Linked DNA regions of Rattus norvegicus: region 1 is linked to region 2. Evidence: chromatin contacts called from public Hi-C data. All regions are on one chromosome and are shown on one strand. The core of a region is the stretch at or near the end of the contact, and the rest is flanking DNA. Distances in the headings are between cores, read along the strand shown. Region 1 holds the start of Map3k3 (mitogen activated protein kinase kinase kinase 3). Region 2 has its middle 15 kb from the start of Cyb561.

Region 1 (5,587 bases), core at 3,067-5,566, 150 kb after region 2:
TACGTACATACAAATAATTAAAAATAATAAAAATAAATCAAATTATAAGTCATCCTTTATCATCTGGCTTCACTACAAACAAGCGTGCATGTGCGTGAGTGCGTGCGTGCATGCGTGTGTGTACGTGTGTGTGTGTGTGTGTGTGTGTGTGTGTACACATCACAGGATATCTTGGATCCTTTTGGTATTCGTAGATGAAGGGTCTTTATTCTTGTTTGTGGGTACATAATATTCTATTACATTTCTATATCATAATTTATCTAACTGTTCTGTCAGTGACTGTTTGGATGTCTACTTAGAAAAGAGGCTACAATGAATTTCTTAACCTTTGCTTACTTAGAAAGTACTCTTTGGGATAATTTATACCATTGTGACTTTAAAATGATACTTTTTTTTTAGAAGAAAATACCAATAATTTTTAAGAAATCAAGTTTGAAAGACTCTTCTGTGAGATATGCATATTATTCCTTGATAACACAGTAAATTAATTAGTTAAGTAGGTAATCTAAAATGTGCCCTGCTTTATCTGTGAATTAAAAGAATTTTCATGAAAAGGTGATAGGTTTACTGGTATTTTCTTTTGTAAACCAAACCTATTGATCTCTTCCCTAAGAGAATTTGTCCATTGTTTTTATTGTTCCTTCTGTGTCCCATTGGCACTATGTTATTGAGAGATAAGAATGAAAGTGTGCAGCTAGTATGTAATGGGGCTGCCAGATGGGGCCAGAACTTTCTTAGGCCCTGGCACCGGGAGGGTGGCTCAGATACCCATAGGCTTGCTGCAGTGTAAAACTGAGACAGCCGTTAGAAGGCATGGCCCAGCAAGGAAGCTTCAGTGTTAGGAGAGGAGAGAAAGCAACCCACAAGTATATACTTATGGATTTTACATCACACACATACACACACACACACACACACACACACACACACACACACACACACACACACGAGCTTTGTTATTTTGAGTCGGAGTATCATGCTATGCAACACACTCCTAAGGAGTGGGCTTTGTAAGACAGTCTAGGGGCTGGCCTTTGCTTCCTGAGGACTAGGATTACAGGCGTGTGTGGACCACCACACCCAGCAGGTATTTCAGATGTGCTGTTAAAGATGGTTGGCATGCCGATTTGAAGGGCAGCTTCTCTCTTTCTCACTTGTTACCCCCAGACCCCGTGCTAAGGGAGCAAAACCAGGTTCTCGCACGTTCTGGGTGAGTTCTTTACCACTGAGCTACATCCCCTACCCGACAGCTTCTGTTTCTCTGCTTACTTTGCAAAATGCTCTTATATTAGAGCAGAATAAGTGTTTGGATGAAGAAGGCCTCAGGTGCTCTTGGAGCATAGCGAAGAGCTTTCCTTAACCCAGCTTGAGAGGGAGGGAAGACTTCTCAGGGAGTGATGGGGAACTAAGAGGACTTAATTCTCCCCAGAAGACAACTGGGGCCAGAAATGGAGAACATTCACCACAGAGAGCATGGTCCACATAGGACTGTGTGGGGAGGGAGACAGGGAAAAATTGGAAAACTTGAGATCAGTTTGAGGAATTTCCAGTGTGACTGCAGCATGGACTTGGGGTGGGAATAGTGGGAGTGGGAAGTGGAAGACAGATTGAGCGAAAGAGATGCTAGGGTCCTGGAGGGACTGCCTTACTACATTCACGTTTGATTCTTTTTTTTTTTTAAATATTTTTTTTTTTTTTGTTCTTTTTTCGGAGCTGGGGACCGAACCCAGGGCCTTGCGCTTCCTAGGTAAGCGCTCTACCACTGAGCTAAATCCCCAGCCCCTTTTTTTAAATATTTTATTGGTACATGTGTGTGCCTGGCTTATCGATGTGTATGACAGTGTGCGTGCATGGTGCCTGTGCAGGTGAGATGAGGCCCCATCCCCCGGAGCTGGATTTATAGGCAGTTGTGAGCTGACCAATGTGGGTGCTGGGAACTGAACCTGGGCTCTCTTCAAGAGCAGCAAGCACTGTTTACTGCTGAGCTCTCTCCAGCCCCTATCTGATTCACCTTAAAACTGATGGGTTATAATATTCGTAAATAGGGTTTTCTCAGATCCTGTGTCCGATAGAAAGTCTATGCTGTGCATACACTTTAAGTAAACGAACTAAGAGATTCTGATGGTTTGAATTGAGCTAGTGGAGCTAGGGTGAAAGAGAGGCGGAAGGATTGGGTAAGATTGGTGGTTAGAGGTGAACAGAGAGGAAGAGTTCACCGATAGCTTGGTGTCTTCCTCGGGGAACTGACGACAATGAACAGAGGAAACGTGAACAGTGGAGGGAGGTGATGGGTTCAGGTTGGACCCGTAGAATTTGAGGTGCCCCGTGGAGTGCTCAGGAGTGGTGCCTCTGAAGCTTAGAACAAAGATCTGCCTGAGCTGGGATCCTCAGCACACAGGGCAACGGCAGCATGGAAATGCTTGACTAGTGGCGGAGGGACAATCAGTGGAAATGGAATTCACAAAGAAGGCATCTGAAGGAAAGGTAGAAGGAAGCAGCTTGCTTAGCCATTCACTGGAGAGGTTAAGTGAGATTACATGCCTGGCATCTAGTAAATGGCTGGTGTTCTTCTCCATTTTCCCTCACCAGACAAAAGGATTATTCTATTTCAGTAAATTAGGGATGCAATCAAGTGAGAATGTGAGACTTGAGAATTTGAAGAAAAAGGAGTTTGGTACAGTGACACAGGTCTTTTATTCCCAGCACTCAGGGGGCAGAGGCAGACAGATCTGTGAATTTCAGACCAGCCAGATTACAAAGAAGTTCCAGGACAGCCTAGGTTAGAGACTCTGTCTCAAACAACAAAAAAACAACTCCATAAACACCACCACCACCACCACACCACCACCCGCCCCCCCCCCACACACAAATAAAAGAAAAAAATACAGGACAAGAGAGAGATAATTAAATAGTATGGGGTTGAGAGAGAGGATGAAGAAAATGGATTGTGTAAGATACTCTTTAAGAGATCTGACACCCCAAAGTCACCCCCTAAGGTGTTTCTAAATGACAACTGAAAATGGCATCCGAAGATTTTTCTGGAATCTGAAATATGTCACTGGAACAGTTCCAGAGAAAGAGAACCCACACTAATTCTGGTAGAGTTGGAATCTAAAGACTGGGTGTATAAATTGTTGAAACAATGGAGGTTGAAGAAGTTAATCACAATGCCCTTTTGAAAGATCGCACAGCCAGTACAATTGTTTTGAGACAATATTTCGTGGCACAGGAAACACAAATGTGTAAGCACACTACAAAACAATACGAAGTGGTTTTTTTTGTTTTTTTTTTTTTGTTTTTTTGTCAAACGTTGCATATCTAGGTAAGAAATAGATAAAACTATCTCTAGGGTTGGGATTTTCCTGCACTTTTAACTTTTCTTTTAAAAACGTGTCTCGATTTTATAACTCTGAGCAAAATTTGTCCAAGAACAACTTTAGCAGAACCCCGAATGTGGGGACCCACATTCCAGCACTACCCTAGCCTTTGGAGACGGAGGAATTAGATGTGCCCTCGGAGGTCTGAGACCCAGGGGAATGAGAAGTAACGAGATCGAGACCGTCCTCCTTCTAGTAAAATCCGCACGTAGAGCCGTGGGCTGCTTAGGGGATCGCGCGGCACAAGTGGCCTGGAAGCTCCGAGCCAAATCTTCTCCGCCCATTCCAGGCCAGACACTTCGCACCAGCAGGGGCCGAACACCTCAGCACCTCGAGGTCGCCGACAACCATAGGGCCGAAGGTTGTCGTATTCTGAGGGCCTCTACGCTTTTTCAAGGAGCCAGCCAGTGTAGCCGCTGAGGGGAACAGCGCCAGCCCGCGCGCCAGCCGAGGGTTCCGCAACTGAGTAGAGGGTTGTGGGCGGGGCTTCAAGCCGGAGCTGTGATTGGAGCAGATTGGCCAGAGAAGCCGAGAGCGCCAGCTAGTGATGCTCCGCGGCGGGTGCTCAGCGCTCTCTCTGTGATTGGCTAGGCGCGAGAGGACGGGCGCTGTCTGGGTGATTGGCAGGCTCTAGACAGCCCTCGGAAATCGCCTTGACTTCGCCCATTGGCATCCTGTAAGAGTAGGCGGGATTGGTCCGTCGTGATTAGCTGGCGGATGAGAGTGAGGGCGTTGGGAGAGAACGGGAGGAGGGGCGGGAGTATCTGACTTCCTCCTGGTTATTGGCTGGCAATGGGCATGGGGGTAGCGCCAAGGCCCAGCGGCTGTCTGCGATTGGCAGATGCTGGCATGAGTGACAGATTGCAAGGCTTGCTGCGCGCCCAGCGGTTTGTTTTTCGGAGCGTTCCTGAGGTGGAGAACAGTGGCCGGTCGGAGCTACTTCTGGACTTCAAGACTGGCAGGCGGGCCAGCCGAGTGGCGCCGCCGAGGCCGGGTTGGGCCGAGCCTGGGAGCGCCGGGGATGTAGCGGGCCACCCTGCTCATGCCACAGCGCCCGGCCCGGGCCGGAGCCGGAGCCTGGGGAGGCGGCGGGGGCCCCGAGCGCAGCCCACGGCCCCCGCGCGGAGCCAGGCCTGCCGCCGTCCCCGCCGCCTGCTCCCCCGGCATGCAGCCCCGGCTGCGGAGGTGACACTTCTGGGCTGATACCGCTGCCGCCGCCATCGCCACCATGGGTGAGTACCGCCACCGCCCCGGCCTGTGCCCGCGCTGCTTCGCGACGCTCCGCCCTGGGCTGAGGGGAGGAGGACCCTGGGCCGCTGCCTGACAGGCATGGACAGTTCGCCGGGCCCGGGACTGAGGACCGCGAACCGCTCGCCTCTTCGCGGCGCCGCGACCAGGGCTGTGATTCTGGCTACCAGGACCTTCCGGGGGTGCCCTACCGGCCAAACCCACTCGGCAGCTCTCTTTTCGGGCATGCGGCGGGCGCATCCCGGGGAGGGGTCTGCGGGACGGAGGCCCGTGCTCGGTCGGGCCGCCCACTCCGGTCCCCAGCGAGCTGGCGCGCGAGCTTGAGGGTGGGGGAGCCGGAGCTCAGTGTGGGGCCGGGGCTGGAGCCTGGTGCAGGCCCAGCTGCTGTTGTGTCTTTTCCTTGATTTGCTTTTTTTTTTTTTTTTTTTTTTTCCTGCCTGTGTCATTTCCTTCCCTTTGCTCACACTGTGAGTTCCCGGGGCTTTGCTCTGGAGCTCGGTGCGCTCCCCTGCGCAGGGGGGAGGGTATGCGGGGGATCCACTGCGACGCTATTCGACGCGGATCCCTGTTAGCAATAGCAGGCTTGAGAAATGCGAGCTGCGCTCCTCACAGATTACTGAAGTTAAGAATCGTTAAACGCTGTGGGTTATAACTCAGACCCTACTTTTGGAAAAAAATCCGGCTCTTATCCAGTGCTATCCCTGAAACTATGTAACTTTTGAAGGAGGCATTCGCTACATAAAAGAATCACTATGAAATCATTTCCTTTTTGTCAGTATTTGTAATTCTGCTGTGAAGATATAATCTAAGAAAAGTTTTTTAATGTCTTCTACACAGTATTTGAGCTGAATAAAATATATATTTCGCATAATTTTGGTATTTTACCAAAAGACTTGGACTTAGCTAAGGAATGTGTGACACTTTAAATATATTTTGCTTCTCCACTTGGGGAAGGTATTGTG
Region 2 (5,469 bases), core at 252-2,751:
AGACCTGTGTAACATGAGAATTTGGCACGGACAAATGGAGATCATTTTGTATCTGCTGTTGTGTCTGTCCAGGTTGCAGACGTGCACTATTAAAGTCCCCAGTTAATAGAGCACAACCCCCTCTCGGTCCTCTCCCAGGCGCCCCTTTCTAGATGTGTTTATCTTAAACTCGATGGCTCAGGAAAATTCCACTAATTAGAGTTGTGTACAGTGTCCCAGGTTGTTGTCCAGATATCCAAGTTTGCTGATTTTAGTTAAGCCTGGATTATCACTTTTCCTAAATTATTGTAAACAGAACAGCTTAGAGAAAGATGTTCTCGGCCCTTATATTGTATAGTAGTTTATGATCCCCTCTAAATATTGGTATTTTTATATTCCAGAGATATACCCAATAGAAAAAATTTAAACCAGTATCTAATTTAATATCCATAAGTATTTTTCCTTAGCGTTTAGTCATATGCAGCGGGATATGTGGATGTCACTTGTGCTTCACCATACTCTACCACTAGGTGTCACTGTGACTCTGCATCATACTTACCTGGTTACAAAGAATGGCTTCGTGGAGCTGCTGCCAGTGCAGCTGGCAGGCCCTTAGACTAGAGGTTCAGGAAGAAGGGAATAAAAGCCTGGAGGGTCTTCATGTATCCATGCCACCTGTAGCAAGACAGACTCTGAACACCACCTGTCCGGGAGGTTACATTGAGCTCTCTTTCTCCCCATTAGAACCGTTCCTCTTAGTTCCACTCAGCCTCCGACTTTTCTAACTCTAGAAGTATCGTGGTTGGGTGGTTGATTAAAGATGGTTATTTTTCTACTGCAGAAATGCCTTGGACAAAACCAGTTGCTCACTGAATCTTTGCCACACAATGGAACAGGCTCCCCAGGTGGCAGGATATGCTGCCTCTGTGCCCATCTTCTGTTGAGCCTCTGCACGCTCAGCAGCCCCACCCACCCTACCCGTCTGCCCTCAGGCTGCCCAGTTCTCAAGAAGGGGTCTGCTCCCGCCTTTACTCTGAGGGCCATACTGCCCTGCCACGTGCTTGTTGAGAGGTGTGACTTCTCCTTTTCCTCTGGGAATTCCAGACTGACCATCTACCATGACTAACAGTGAACAAAGGGCTTAGGGTAAGAGCTACCTACAAAGACGCGTCATGGAAACCTTCACCATGCAATGCCTTGAACTCAGCTCTGGCTGCTCCCAAGAAAAGGCAGCTGGCTAGGGGCCTGGACACAAGCACACCGGGGCTGGTGGAGCCACTGTGCAGAGCTACTTGAACACTCACTGGGTCTTCATCAACTCTTTTTGTAATACAGACCACTCAAGGGCTGAAGTGTTGGTAACCTTCATTTCGGTGTCTGATGCCTCACAGCAGCTGAGCCACCCTGAGATGCTTGTGGCCACAGGATGGCCACAGTCAGAGCTTTGAAAGTCAGTACCAAATGAACGTGTAATTGGACACCAAAAATCAAGTGTTACTCTCATGTTTCTCACCCTATCATCTCATTTTTTCCTGCTGACTGTGATCCCTACACTAAGCTGACCAGTCAGGCTGCAGCTGGCTGCCCAAGATGCCAGCCAGCACCATCTCCTGGTTTCAGATAGACCTACTCCGTGGAAAGGACATGGCCTAGCTGCTTTGTTTCTGTAGCACTTGATGGCTGGAGTTTTTCCTTTGCTAATCACTAACCAGAAAATCTGGCTAGGACTCAACACACTCCCTTCAATCCCCAGGACCAGACAGAGAGTTAATTCTGGAAAATTCAGTACTTGAATGTACCTGCCTTACTGTGTACCCATTCACTGGGGGAGGGGGAGTTAGAGATGTTGGCTCTAGATATCCACTTCATTCAAGGTTATTTTGGAAATCCTGTAAGTTCTATTTCCTGTCCTGGTTTGGTTTGCTTTGCCTTGCCTTTGTTTTGTTTTGTTCTTTGACATTTGGCTGATTTCCTGCTGAGTTGGGCCGGTTCCCTGTGGGGCCCAGGGCAGGTGCCCTTCTCAGGCATGGCCTCCTTCCATCTAGCACAGCATCTGTCTCTCTGTCCTGTCTCCTCCAAACCCAAGATGATTTTAATTAGTACAGACATGTACAGTCGACAATTACAGAGTGATTTGTACTAATATGATTTTGATTATTCCTCTTTGCTGTCCTTTCAAGACACTTGCTGGAAAAAGCTTTAATGCACTTAGTTTTCCTTTAGGTTTTCTATAACTCAGATGTAAAGGACTCTCTCTGTACAGTATATTATCCAATGCATGTTTGTTCTCTATCCTGATATATCGAACACCACACGGTCGTGAACTTGTGCAGTGGGGATGCCCCACACCCAGCGGAGGCCTCCAGCCCCGTGTATAAGGAAGACATTTTCTCTACTGTACTTGCTTGAACAGTTTTATTGTCTGTACATGTGAGCTGTGTGAGATAGATGTGAAAAGTTCAAATGAATGCATTTTCCTGCCCCATGTATACAGAGCGTCATCTGTACAATGAACTGTATGTATGAAAGCAAATGTACGTATTTATAAATGGTCAACACTTGGAGAAACCTGCTGTCTGCTGCTTTTCTCCCTCCTCACTCTATCCAGGGAACTGACTTCCAAGCTCACCCCTAACTGAAATGGCAGTGCTAAGGATGCCACCCCAAGGGAGAACATCAAGGTCAAAGCTAAGGCCAGGTTCCTGCTGACTTGTTTACTCTGCTGTGAGGCTCAGAGGCACACCTTCCTGCGTCTGTTCACTGAGTTGCCGCGTGTCTCCTCTGAGGTGGACACCGATAGCACTTGAGGGAGCTGTTGGCCCAAGATGATTCTAGGACCTCAGTGAAGCCTGGCTATGTGGAGTTAAAGGGAGCCTTTTTCCTCAGCAGCTACACAGGAATGCTGTACTCCCATCGTGTTTCGCTTGTCTGGAATGTGTGACTGATTAATACATGATCTCACTGTGTTTTCTGAAGCTGGCCATAAACTTCTGAACTCCAGTGATCCTTTTGCCTCAGCCTCCCAAGTAGCTGAGGACACTGGCACCCACTATTGCCAGTTTAGTTGCTTCAGTTTTGGTAGCTGAAGTTCACCCCAACATCACCACCTTGCCAAAATCTAAGCTTGCAATACACTGCCAGCCTAACTGATGGTTTAGAGATGCTGAGTCCAAGAATGGGATGCAGCCTGTGGTGTAGATCCAGAGACTAGCTTGTTAGTCAAACTGAAGACCCTTAGCCCTTCAGGAGTCCATCTGGATGTCTCCAGTTCCAGACATAGCGCTCAGGAGCTGCAATGTGAGCAGAAAGCTTACTGCTTACTGTTCCCTAAAACTCTCAGCACCTTTAAGTGGGGTGAGTCTTGCCTGCCCCACTGAAACCTCTTTGTCTACTTGAGAGACAAACAAGAACACCAGTTTATGTCAGCAGCCCCACCCACCCAGCCCATCAGCCCTCAGGCTGCCAATTCTCAGGAATTGGTCTGCGGCCATCTTTACTCTGAGGGTCCTGCCGAGTACTTCTTCAGAGGTGTGACTTCTCCTTCTCCTCTAGGAATTCCAGACGGACCATCTACCATGACTAACAATGACAACAATGATCCTACTGGGCATCTAGACCCAGTTCCCAAACAACTAAAATCTGAGAAAGCAGGAAAACTCCAGGACAGGCACAGCCAGCTAGCCTGCATACCAAAATCACCTTTGTAAATTAGAAAAGATCCTAAGAGAACTCACATGCTAGGTCTGATAGCCATTGCTTCATTAACAACTTAAAAAACAAAACAAAACAAAACAAAACAAAACTTCACAAAACCCCAGCTTTTAAAGGATTCTTGGGGCATCAAAAGAATAGAACAAGGTAGAGTTTAGAAAAAAGTAATCCTTAAAAGGAATTTTCTAGATAGAAAGCCACTTCATGAATCAGAGAGTAGCAGATGTCTGCATGGGTTCCCAGAAATTCCTCGAAACTTGTCTGTTACTAGCTGCTTTTTGGTGACCATTTGGGTAGATGCTCCCCCGGTGCTGATCTGTAAAAGAACCACACACCTCCACTGGGCCAAGGAAAATCAGGCAGGACCCAGTGCCAGCAAGTGGAGCAGAATAGCTTAAAAGGCAGGCTGGGGGAACACAGAGCCCCTTATGACTGAGTCACTGTGCTCCTAGGAGTAAGATAAAACCAGGCCTGGTAGGCCCATGTAAAAGGACTAAAAGAAGGCTCAGAGTCTGTTCTCTTGCCTGGGCTGGATTATACCCAGAGACTGAGCTAGGGACTTGACACACAGCAGCCAAAAGGTTTTTCATCAGCGCATCAGTGGTCTTCTGAAGCAAGGCCTCCCTGTGTGAACCATTATTTACTTAAAGGTTTTTAAAGGGCATGGCTTGAAACATGTCACAGGCTGCTCCATCAAACATGGGCCAAGCATAGGAGGAAGTAAAGGTTACTTCCGCAGCCTCCCAACTTGGCTTCTTCCTGCCTTTTCCAGCCCTCTGGAGGCAGTGTGGCTCCCTCACAAACTTAACTAAAGCCATGAAGACATCTGCTGAGCTACTCTTTCATAAGTAGCTCTTTAAAAAAAATGGTTTTAACTTACTAGGAATACCATACATGTCTATGAGAAGGACCCCAGTCCTTGACTCCTCCCAGATAGCCTTCCCAGCCTAATGTTTCTAATCCATTGAGTCCAGTTAGTGTTGCAAGAGTATGCTGGGTATAAAGCCATCTGTAGGAGAAAGAGCAACCTAGCAATGGCCACATCCCTGGAGAAACTGACTGTCCTTCCCACAGAAGCCATCAGTCACTAATAGTGCCTCAGGTAGGGGGTTGGACCTCATCAGCCCCTCCTGCACACCATGCTTGGATTTTTGGCTTGAACTTGAGAGGGTCATCTGCTTGTAGTCAGTGGCTGAGTTGTGCAGCAGCCCTGTCATGTCCAGAAGACACTTTTAGCAACAGCAACAGTCCTTGCCAGGTAGGATATTCAGAGAGAGAGAGAGAGAGAGAGAGAGAGAGAGAGAGAGAGAGAGAGAGAGACTGACTTACTTCATAATGATCCCAGAGCCTTAAGATAAAGGGATATTATTCTTTGCATTTTGATCATTCTTTATATAACTGCCATCAACTGCAAAATGAAGCTTATCTGGTGAGATCTGAGAGTGTCCTAAGTATTTAGAAAGCAATTTGATACTATATCCATTTAACAACAACAACAAAACGTTTATTCTCCTTTAGGACCAATGACCAGCCACAAGCTCTTGGACCAGTCACACCAGACATGACTGACTGTGGAGCAGGCCTTAAATCCAGTCAGAGAGCAGTTGGTTGCCCCAGAACATTCGTGTCACTATTATTCTGATGGACATCTTTCCAGACTGGCCATCGTTGTAGTTGGCAAAGGTTTACAATGATTGGTTTTTAAAGCCAGAATCGGGGAAATTTCTAACAGATGACTTTAATTTCTCCAAAGTGCATGTGCCAAAGCAGATTCTGGGA

The links. A called contact is a pair of places that touch in the nucleus more often than the background predicts.
Region 1: a contact with region 2 is called in a Hi-C map of the A7r5 cell line, with 4 times the contacts expected there. The contact joins the promoter of Map3k3 here to the enhancer-like site in region 2. A contact is called at or near these places in 10 of 12 Hi-C or Micro-C datasets (the A7r5 cell line, the Rat2 cell line, Schwann cells and 5 more).

Annotation. Positions count from the first base shown.
Region 1 is chr10:91,515,660-91,521,246 of GRCr8, forward strand. Map3k3 (mitogen activated protein kinase kinase kinase 3) reads left to right here and starts at 4,317. Exons shown (of 16, transcript NM_001107058.3): 1 at 4,317-4,609. The coding sequence starts at 4,606.
Region 2 is chr10:91,370,745-91,376,213 of GRCr8, forward strand. It overlaps a transcript of Tanc2 not described here. Among named protein-coding and RNA genes, the nearest start is that of Cyb561, 15 kb to the right of the region's middle. Within about 2 kb of position 1,502, at least 7 of the 93 cell types and tissues checked have an H3K27ac peak or open chromatin away from gene starts, as enhancers often do. A contact at or near this core is called in the A7r5 cell line and Schwann cells, where this site is marked.